3 separate regions of the Mus musculus genome follow, and all the other regions are linked to region 2. A link is a contact called in public Hi-C and promoter capture Hi-C data. All regions are on one chromosome and are shown on one strand. The core of a region is the stretch at or near the end of the contact, and the rest is flanking DNA. Distances in the headings are between cores, read along the strand shown.

Evidence for each region. Promoter capture Hi-C pulls out the DNA fragments that hold promoters and counts their contacts. Hi-C and Micro-C count contacts between places; a contact is called where the count stands out from the background.
Region 1: a promoter capture Hi-C map of embryonic stem cells shows a contact between it and region 2, with 3 times the contacts expected there. The contact joins the promoter of Fam53b here to the promoter of Hmx2 in region 2. A contact is called at or near these places in 7 of 39 promoter capture datasets (3T3-L1-derived adipocytes, the C10 cell line, the HPC-7 cell line and 3 more), 3 of 115 datasets of contacts at active chromatin or transcription factors (astrocytes, embryonic stem cells and large pre-B cells) and 2 of 9 other capture datasets (embryonic stem cells and liver).
Region 3: a contact with region 2 is called in a Hi-C map of CD8 T cells, with 3 times the contacts expected there. The contact joins the enhancer-like site here to the promoter of Hmx2 in region 2. A contact is called at or near these places in 3 of 39 promoter capture datasets (neutrophils, pre-B cells and stem cell-derived epiblast-like cells), 2 of 484 Hi-C or Micro-C datasets (B cells and CD8 T cells), 1 of 115 datasets of contacts at active chromatin or transcription factors (large pre-B cells) and 1 of 9 other capture datasets (embryonic stem cells).

What each region holds. Positions count from the first base shown.
Region 1 is chr7:132,812,512-132,815,314 of GRCm38.p6, forward strand. Fam53b (family with sequence similarity 53, member B) reads right to left here and starts at 1,337. Exons shown (of 5, transcript NM_001381858.1): 1 at 1,070-1,337.
Region 2 is chr7:131,552,848-131,555,547 of GRCm38.p6, forward strand. Hmx2 (H6 homeobox 2) reads left to right here and starts at 1,446. Exons shown (of 2, transcript NM_145998.4): 1 at 1,446-1,727; 2 at 2,580-2,700. The coding sequence starts at 1,460.
Region 3 is chr7:132,735,223-132,738,086 of GRCm38.p6, forward strand. The region is part of intron 4 of Fam53b (family with sequence similarity 53, member B); the gene reads right to left. Among named protein-coding and RNA genes, the nearest start is that of Fam53b, 77 kb to the right of the region's middle. Within about 2 kb of position 1,434, at least 220 of the 459 cell types and tissues checked have an H3K27ac peak or open chromatin away from gene starts, as enhancers often do. A contact at or near this core is called in B cells, CD8 T cells, embryonic stem cells and 2 more, where this site is marked.

The DNA of each region.
Region 1 (2,803 bases), core at 87-2,586, 1.3 Mb after region 2:
CTCAAGAGTGTGGCCTATAGGAGGCAGAATCCCATTCACCAAATGCTGCAAAGAGCTTTTCTTTGTTCGCCATGGTACTAAGTACAGTACGTGTTAACGAACCCGGCGGTCAGGAGCATCAGGGGGCGTCCAAAGGCGAGGGTCCAGAACAAGCCTGCCCACGCAATTCCAGGCCCTTGTCCCACTCACCCGCAAGCACTGTTCCCCTAGTCTGAGGGTAGAAGAGGAGCTTGTGTATGTGGGGGCGGGAGGGGGGGTCGAGAAAACACTTGGGTCAACTCAAATCACCCTCTTCGGATTCTGGGTTTCCAAGTCTCTTTGGTCCCGGTTCCACCAAGTGAAACCCCTAGCTGGCAACCTGACTCCCACCGGCTAGCAAACCAAGGATTGGCAGAAAGAAAAAAAAAAAAATGTGACTAGGCTAGTATCCTGTGACGGACGGCCCTCTTCGCCATGTGCAAAAACCACGCCGGCACAGGCGACCCCCCACTCCTCAAGCCCTGGCCTCGGCCACGCCGCCTGCTTCCCCCTCCCTAGGCAGAGCGCCCTCTCACCCCCATCGACACCGCGCGGGTCAGTCGTGTAGCCTTGGAGTCGTCCCTGCGCGCCCGCATCCCAGGGGTGGCGGGTGTAAACTTCCGTGAACAAAAGAGTTGTCTGCAAACGATGCGGAACTTCGGGGCTCAGCGCCTTCGCTGCTGCCACAAGCCAGGGCTCAAGTTGAGCCTCAAAGGAGGAGGCTGCTCGGGACGCAGCCGTCTCCGCGGCCGTCCGCTGGGTCGGCGGAGCGCAGACTTTTCGGCAGCGCTAGGTTTGCTCGTCCCCCGCCAGCGCGCTGACAAGTCTCACGCCTGCACCAGGGCGAGCAAGAGTCGGCGCCGGTAGAAACCACCGGATCCGCCGTATAACAAGGAGACAGGGAGAAAGAAAGCCAGCAGCATTAAGGAAGGAAAGAGCGAGCGCAGCGCACGCGAGCCCAACTTCCCCCGCCGCCGCCGCCGCCGGGGAGCTCGCACCGACCCCACTCCGGACCAGCCCCCTGGCGCGGTTGCCCGGCCGGGTCGCTTACTGTGCGCGCCGGACGCGGGCCGTCACTGCAAGCGCTCGCCAAGTCGTCCGGGCTGCACGCCCGCGTCCGCCGTGCGCACGCTCTCCGGCCGGCGCCGAGCGCTTTGTACCGAGCGACTCCCGGGGAGGAGGAAATCGACTTGTCACTTCCTGAACTGTTTGCAACTCGTCCCTTTAACCGACCTCGGCCAGGCCGCCAATGCCCACTGCTGCCGCCGGGCAGCTCGACCGCGGCTGCGTGAACTCGGTGGCGCTGTGCGGGCGGCGTCGCGGCCGGGGCGCCCGGCGTGCCGCTACGAGGTGCAGTGCGCGCAGCCGCCGGTGGGCGGGGAGAGGGGGGGGGGTCCACGGCGCGCCTCCGTCAGTGTGGCCGGGTGTCCAGTGAACCCGCACCACGCACCTCTCACGCCTGGATGCCGGGGCTCAGGGAAGTAGCACCGCACAAGTCAGGATTGAAACTCAGGCCTCGTGGGCTTCAGATGGCCAGCTTCCGGGTTTGGCTTAGCAGTTTAAAAGAATCTGTGGCGAACAAGACCGCAAAGGGAGGTGGCACGGACTCTGGTGCGGTCACACTTTAGGATAATAAAGCACTGTTCCTGACTCTGGGTGCAATCGAATTTGAGGAATTTGTACTTCAGATGCCACATCCAAAATACATGCAACTGGGGAAGGAAGGATTTGCGGTTGCTAAGCAGAGGCAGGGCATGTTTAGTTCTGTAACTTAGGATGTTGACTCAAGTGCAGGAATGTAACCCTGATAGAATAAGCAGAGTATTTTCATTGTGCAGCTCACCTGGGGGGGGAGGGGATAACGTTCCTTGTGAAATGAAGTCCTAGATTTCCCATCACTCCTTCCTGCTGATGTGTGTTATTAACCTTATCCAAAAAGATTTTTAAGAGTTTTTTTTAAGACTCTATGCCTGTTTTGCGTTCCCCTTTGCCAAAAAAACAAAACACCTCATTACTTTACATGGATTGTGTCTGCACCGTTTGAATGGTTCTATTCATAAATCAGGAAACTTTTTCTGTTGCTTCGAGGAACATTTAATTGGTTTTAATCCAATGTTGCAATCCTAGTATCAAACATAAATGAACAATTAACTTTTTGAGTTTGTGTGCACTTGGGAAACTATTAGATTTCATGGCTATTGCTGAAATATTTCAGTTTGTGACCACACTGGACCTATTCTTTTCAGAAAGGCATAAGCTAACATATTTCACACTAACTACAGCTCATTTCAGAGACTCTGCCATAAGATGAAGATGCTCATCAGAAGGAAGGATGTGTGTTCACCTCAGAGAGATGATTCGAACATAATCAAATCACTCTAAGAAGGCCAAGTGTGCTAATACACAGACTACAAAGATGCTAATATCCATAATACATTACTTCCTTTTAAGAAACATGTTAAGGGCTATGTTTTTTTTTTTTTTAAAGGAATAAGAACCACATGTTCTGTCAAAAGAAGGCAGGCACATGGGCAAAGCAGAGGCTACTATAATACACTTACGGTCACTTCCCAAAAGCCACCTGATCACAGCACTACCACCTTAGCCTCCAAGCTCTGTAAGAATAGAATTTAATGCACTTAGCTTTTTTTATTGGGAGGCCTAGAGTGACTCCTGCTGGCAAACATTCCATTTATCCCTGCAATTACTAGTTCATCAGGTCAACTTAAAAAAATCAAGATGCCAGGGGTCCTAAGCCTGGAAACAATTATCGCAGCCATTACTC
Region 2 (2,700 bases), core at 196-2,695:
GGGTTTCTGGGACCTTAAGGGTGCAGCCAGGTTTGGCTGGAAGCTTTGGGTCTCGTTCCTTTCCATAAAGCTTGTGTAGATAACTGTCGCCTCAAATCCCTTTGCTTGCTTTGTTGAGATGACTCTAGATCAGGTAACAGGTGCTCTAGGGATTAAACAAGCAAGAGTCAGGGCTTAGGGAGAGGCCACAAGAAGGAAGGAGAGAGTCAGGTTTTATAAAGCTGTACCTTGACCTCTGAAAGGAAAGCAACACTTCAAATAATTTTAGGATGGGGAAAACGAGGCGTGGAAAGTGTACATATCTTGCCCAAAGACACCCTACCTATATTTAACAGGATCCTGTCCAATTCTAAAAAGTCCCCATACCTACCTACTTCGTTTCCTTCCAGAAGCAGCGTAGCCATTTTGAGACCGCCAGTATTTACCAGCAAAATAAAGTAAATGAGTTTAGCTGCAGTGTGGGAAGGCGAGCTGTGTGGTATTCGGTCAAGGATTAGGAAATAACTATTCTGCACTCTGAGAGTTTATAGGTTTCTAGCTGACACATCATCACAACCAGAGAATGGGGGCAGGCGACACTAAGAAGTTTGCCAGGGGGCAGGGATGCTTCTACTGGGACCAGACTTGTTCAAGTTCACACAGTGCAAATGGCGTTTGCTGGAATGTGAGCCGGAACCTCGGGACATTTGGGGGCTACTCTGTTTCCAAAATCCTCTGCCCCCTTTAGTCAGCGGGGTCTTCAGGTCCAGAGCTGTAGAATTTCTTTGCTCCTGTGTCTCCCAGCGGAGAGCCACATACTGTCAATCCCCAACGCAGCGGGAGAAGACTCGTAGAGCGCTGTTAGTTCCCAAGAGGCTAGAAGGGGTTGAGGACTGGGGAGGGTGGCAGCAGCCTATGGTGTGCATCTTGGATGTGAGAGAGCCCCACCAGCTCGACCCCGGGCGCTGTTCTCGTTTCTGGAGAGGCAAGGCAAAGACCAGGAACACAGGCTGCAATCTAAGCTGCCTTCAGCCCCAGATGTTACGGGCTGGACAGAGCTGATGCGAGTGCGCGTCTAGGCTTGCTCCCGGAGCTTCCCGGTGCTGCGTGCTCGGCCCCAGCTTTTTAAAAAATTCCGGGGCCGCTCCGCGGCGCTGCGATTGGCCGCGGCCGGGTAACCTCTATGCAAATGAGGCCGCGCAGCCTCCGCGTCGCTGGAGACCGGTGGAGTTGTCAAACGAGGAAGGGACATTGGCACCGGGGCTGGGCGGGCTCACCCAGAGCCGGGCCGGCAGGGACCCGCGCACAGCGGTCCGGTGCCTGCGCGTCCTGGAGCAGAAGGGACGCCTCGCCAGCCTCGTAGCCCCCTCCCCTTGCTTTCCCTCCCGCCCCTCCCCCCGCCCGCCTGCCCGCACCACCTTCCACCCAGCCCCGCTCTAAAGGGAGTTCTTGGTTTCCTCCGATTTCTTATGAACCCAGGATGGGCAGCAAGGAAGATGTGGGGAAGGGATGTCCGGCGGCCGGTGGCGTCTCCAGCTTCACCATCCAGTCCATCCTGGGCGGGGGCCCCTCCGAGGCACCGCGGGAGCCCGCCGGGTGGCCAGCCAGGAAACGCAGCCTGTCTGTGTCCTCGGAGGAGGAGGAGCCGGAGGAAGGTTGGAAGGCTCCGGCTTGCTTCTGCCCAGATCCGCACGGCCCCAAGGAGCCAAGCCCTAAGCACCATACCCCCATCCCTTTCCCTTGCCTGGGTAAGGATCGCAGGTCGGGAGTCTGGCCCGAGTGAGCGTGAGCCGATGCGGTGTGTGATTGTCGGAGACGCGGAGCAGGGCATCCCCGGGTCACAGCCGGGCCGCTAGTGGTCCAGGCTAAGGGGAGGGGACTACGCACCCATGGTGCATTCTCGAAAAGGCCGGAAGGGCCGGCGCTGGGGAGAAGTAGAGGAATATTGGGGCGGTAAGGGGAAGACTGGGTAAGGGGAAGGAGGGTGAACCAGAGTGGGCCAGGAACTCTGCGGGCGGTACACAATGCTGGCCAAAATGGTTTCGCACGCCGGGTACTTTCTGTCCTGACTTAGTTCTGCAGGTCTGGTTTGGGTGTTCTGTCAGTCCTGCAGGCTCTATGTCTTTTCCCTCCTCTCGGCCTCTTCTCGAAGTGATTAGTACTCTAAAATGATTGACAGTGCTGAGTTTCAGAGAGGTAAAAGCTAACGGAGGACAGCCAAGGAGTTATGAATAAAATTAGCCCGACTCTCAAAGAAAACGGCCTGTAAAATGATGCTACCTTGTAGAGCTCAGTCCTCAAAGGCAAAAATCACCTTTAAAAAATGGTGTTAATGTCCCCATTCCAGACCCGGTACCACGTTTACTTTTATAAGAGTGGAAGGAGACCCTCCAGCTCGGATTATATGGAACCCTCTTCTGCTGCTTTGAAAGGCCGAGGCTCTGGACTTTGGGCGCTAGCAGGACGCAGTAGAAAAGGAAAGGGTTAGCAATAGGGGAATCAAGGATGCAGGCATCAGTCAACCTCCTTGTCCCCGGCAGAGCTGAGAGTCTTTAAGGCTCATCAACTCCATGGTCATTCTGTTTGTGCTCACTCTTCAGGTACCCCCAAGGGCAGCGGAGGCGCAGGGCCTGCGGCCTCGGAGCGCACGCCATTCCTTTCTCCTTCTCACCCGGACTTTAAGGAAGAGAAGGAGAGGCTTTTGCCGGCGGGCTCGCCTTC
Region 3 (2,864 bases), core at 184-2,683, 1.2 Mb after region 2:
AAAATAAGCAGATAACATCACCAGGTGTCACTAGAGAGACACTCAGTAGGAGCTTTGCTGGCAGCACCACATAGGGCCAATCCTAGAGCCAGCCTAGAACATCAAGACAGCACGCCCAGCTAGCAGCCAGCAGGGGGCCCAGAGGAGAGACAAAAAGGGGAGAGGAAGTGGGTGCGGGTGAGGAAAGCATCGACAGGAAATGCCCTTGGAACACGCCCTATGGCAGCAGCAGGCTGAGGCCTGGCCACCCCCACCCCCACCCCCACCCCACAGTTCTCTAGTCTCAGGTCTCCCCGGGATGCTGAAAACCTGTTTGCCTCTGCAGGACAAAATGGCACACCCCCTCCACCTAAGAGCCCCCTTTCGAGTCGCACTGGGACACCTCAGCTTGCTGAGGAAACAAAGACACGGTCTCAGAAGCTCTAGGAACATCTGTCTGAAACTCTTGAACAGGGGAACACAGCAGGGGCATAGCCAAAGGCAAGCCTCTAAGATGGATAAAGGCAGATGGGCAGTAGCTGTCTCCACACTCAAGTCCCCAGCACCCATGAGCCTGGGACTTCCATGGAGGACAAAGGCGGGGGGTGGGGGGTGGGGGGCGGAGGTAGGGAAAGTCAGATTCGACCTGCTGTGTCTTGGCCTGGATCTGCCATACAGCCATCTCCTTTCCCTCAGAGCTGGTCTCCCTTATTGACAGAAACAATGGCCTCTGCTCAGTCATCCTGGTAGGACTATAGGGAGAACTGGGAAGGAGGGGTCTGCTGAAAGGACACTAGGAGAGCCTGAGGCTGCACTCTCGCAGTGGCCACAAGCCTGAGAGATCTCTGCTTTGCTTTGTTGACTGGCACTCAGGTTCAGAGAGGTTTGGGACCGTGTCAAAGGCCCTAAGACTCAATCGAGAACTAGGCCCAGCTCACTTGCTCTGTGTGCTAGGGCTCCTCAGCCACTTACAGCCTGGGTGGGATTAGCAAGTGTGGGAAGTTGCCGGCCTGGGAAGAGAAAGCACCGCCCGGGCCTGAGGAATGTGCCTAGTCACTGGAAGCCAGGGGAAAGCCGTGACAAGTCACTCAGGCAGAGGAGACAGGATGGAACCAGGGGGAGAGATGAGTATGAGAGTGTGTTCTCGATTTGCAGAGTGGCAGAGAACCAGCTGGGAGAGCGCCAGGAAGAAGGCAGGCCTGGTTGCTGCCCAGGCACCATCTAGCTCACAGAGATCTTGAGAAAAGAGCCTCACCTCTCTGGGCCTCAGGTATACACTGACAAATGACACGCCTACCTCTTTGAGCCTGGAGGCTGATGGGCTCCAGTTGGGCCCTCCTGCACTTTCTTCCTACCTCATATCTATCCTAAGAAAAGCAACACTTTCCTACAGTCTCACGGGAGGCTGTGCTTGTGCCTGCTTGGTCCCGCTCCGCCCCATGTGAATAAGCAAGATGGGGATGGGTGGAGAGATTCCCGTGAGGCTCGCGGCCAGGCATGAGCGCCGTTCTGACCCACCTGACACCATAACAGTTAGCAACTGCTTCAGCCGGCAGACTTTCCCCCAGGGTATAGTCCACAGTTGGCCTTCATGCAACTGCAGGATGCCTGCCTGCCATGAACAATACCCATGTGTTAGTTGGCAGTTATGTGTGAGCTGAGCATGATCTCCTTAGAACTCGGAGTGATGCCGTCTCTGGTCTTTGGGATACAGTGGGAAGTATGGCTTTCATTCCTTTAGCTGATGCCTATCAAATGCATGTAGGTCTCTGGAGCTATGCCATGCACTCCTCTAGAAGGCAAGTACTCTCATTCCCATTTTGTAAATAGGAAAACTGAGGCCTAGATTAATAATATGTTCAGAATCCTGCAGCTAAAGAATGGCAGAGTTAGGCAGGAGCCCTTGCTCTCTCAGTCCCAGGCTAGCTCCTTTCTCCATGCCCTCAGATCTCCAGTAACCTCCTAAGATATTTATAGCATCAGCAGTTAAAGTTATAGCAAGATGAATGGGCGGCAGGCACAGAAGACATAATTGTCTACCAGATAACTTTTCTCCCTAATGGAACCATAATATTTTATTCTTAGTAGTATAATTTAAGTATTGGTTGATTTCACCATACTGTGGGCTCTGCTTTACTCTCAGGGTAAGTGCTAAGAAGACAGGTCTTTTCCTACAGGAAGGACTTTTTAATCAGTTGGAGGAGGCCAAAGATGAAGAAGCCTTAGTGAGTGGACAGCCCAGGTCACTAGGGCACCTGAGAAGGTGGGCATTTGCCATCCTGAGTTCTGCCCAGGCCTGAGCCTTCAGAGGCTCCAGGGACTCTCTATGCAGAGGAAGGCAATGAAGCATCATGGAACTGTGATGAAAATGGTGACAACAGCCACTCCTGTCCAACGAGCAGATGTGGTAGTTGACCCTTGGGCTCCTGTGGTCTTCATACCAACCCCATGAGGCAAGTTATTATTGTCCTCACTTTGAGGAAAGGAAAAAACAAAACAGTCATGCACAGTTACACATGCCCACAGAATCAGGAGGACCAGAGGCTCAAGGCCAGCCTTGGCTACATAGTGAATTCAAGGCCACCTTGAGCTACAGGACAGGTCATGGGATCTCATCTAAAAACAAAAACAAACAAACAAACAAGGGTGTCAAGTGCATACCTGGCTAGAGGGATGAGGTTCACGTCCCAGCCTTGGCCCACTGGGCTCCCGCTCACTGCTTCCTTGGGATGCTCAAGCGAGCCATGCCAGGAGGGAAACTACTGCTTTTGTAGACAGTCTATTTGCAGACTATTTCTCAGGGCAACCATGCATCAAGCACACCCCCTTTGCCCAGCCCTTGAAGAGATGAGGCTTATCTGACAGGAAAGCATAATGAATGAGTA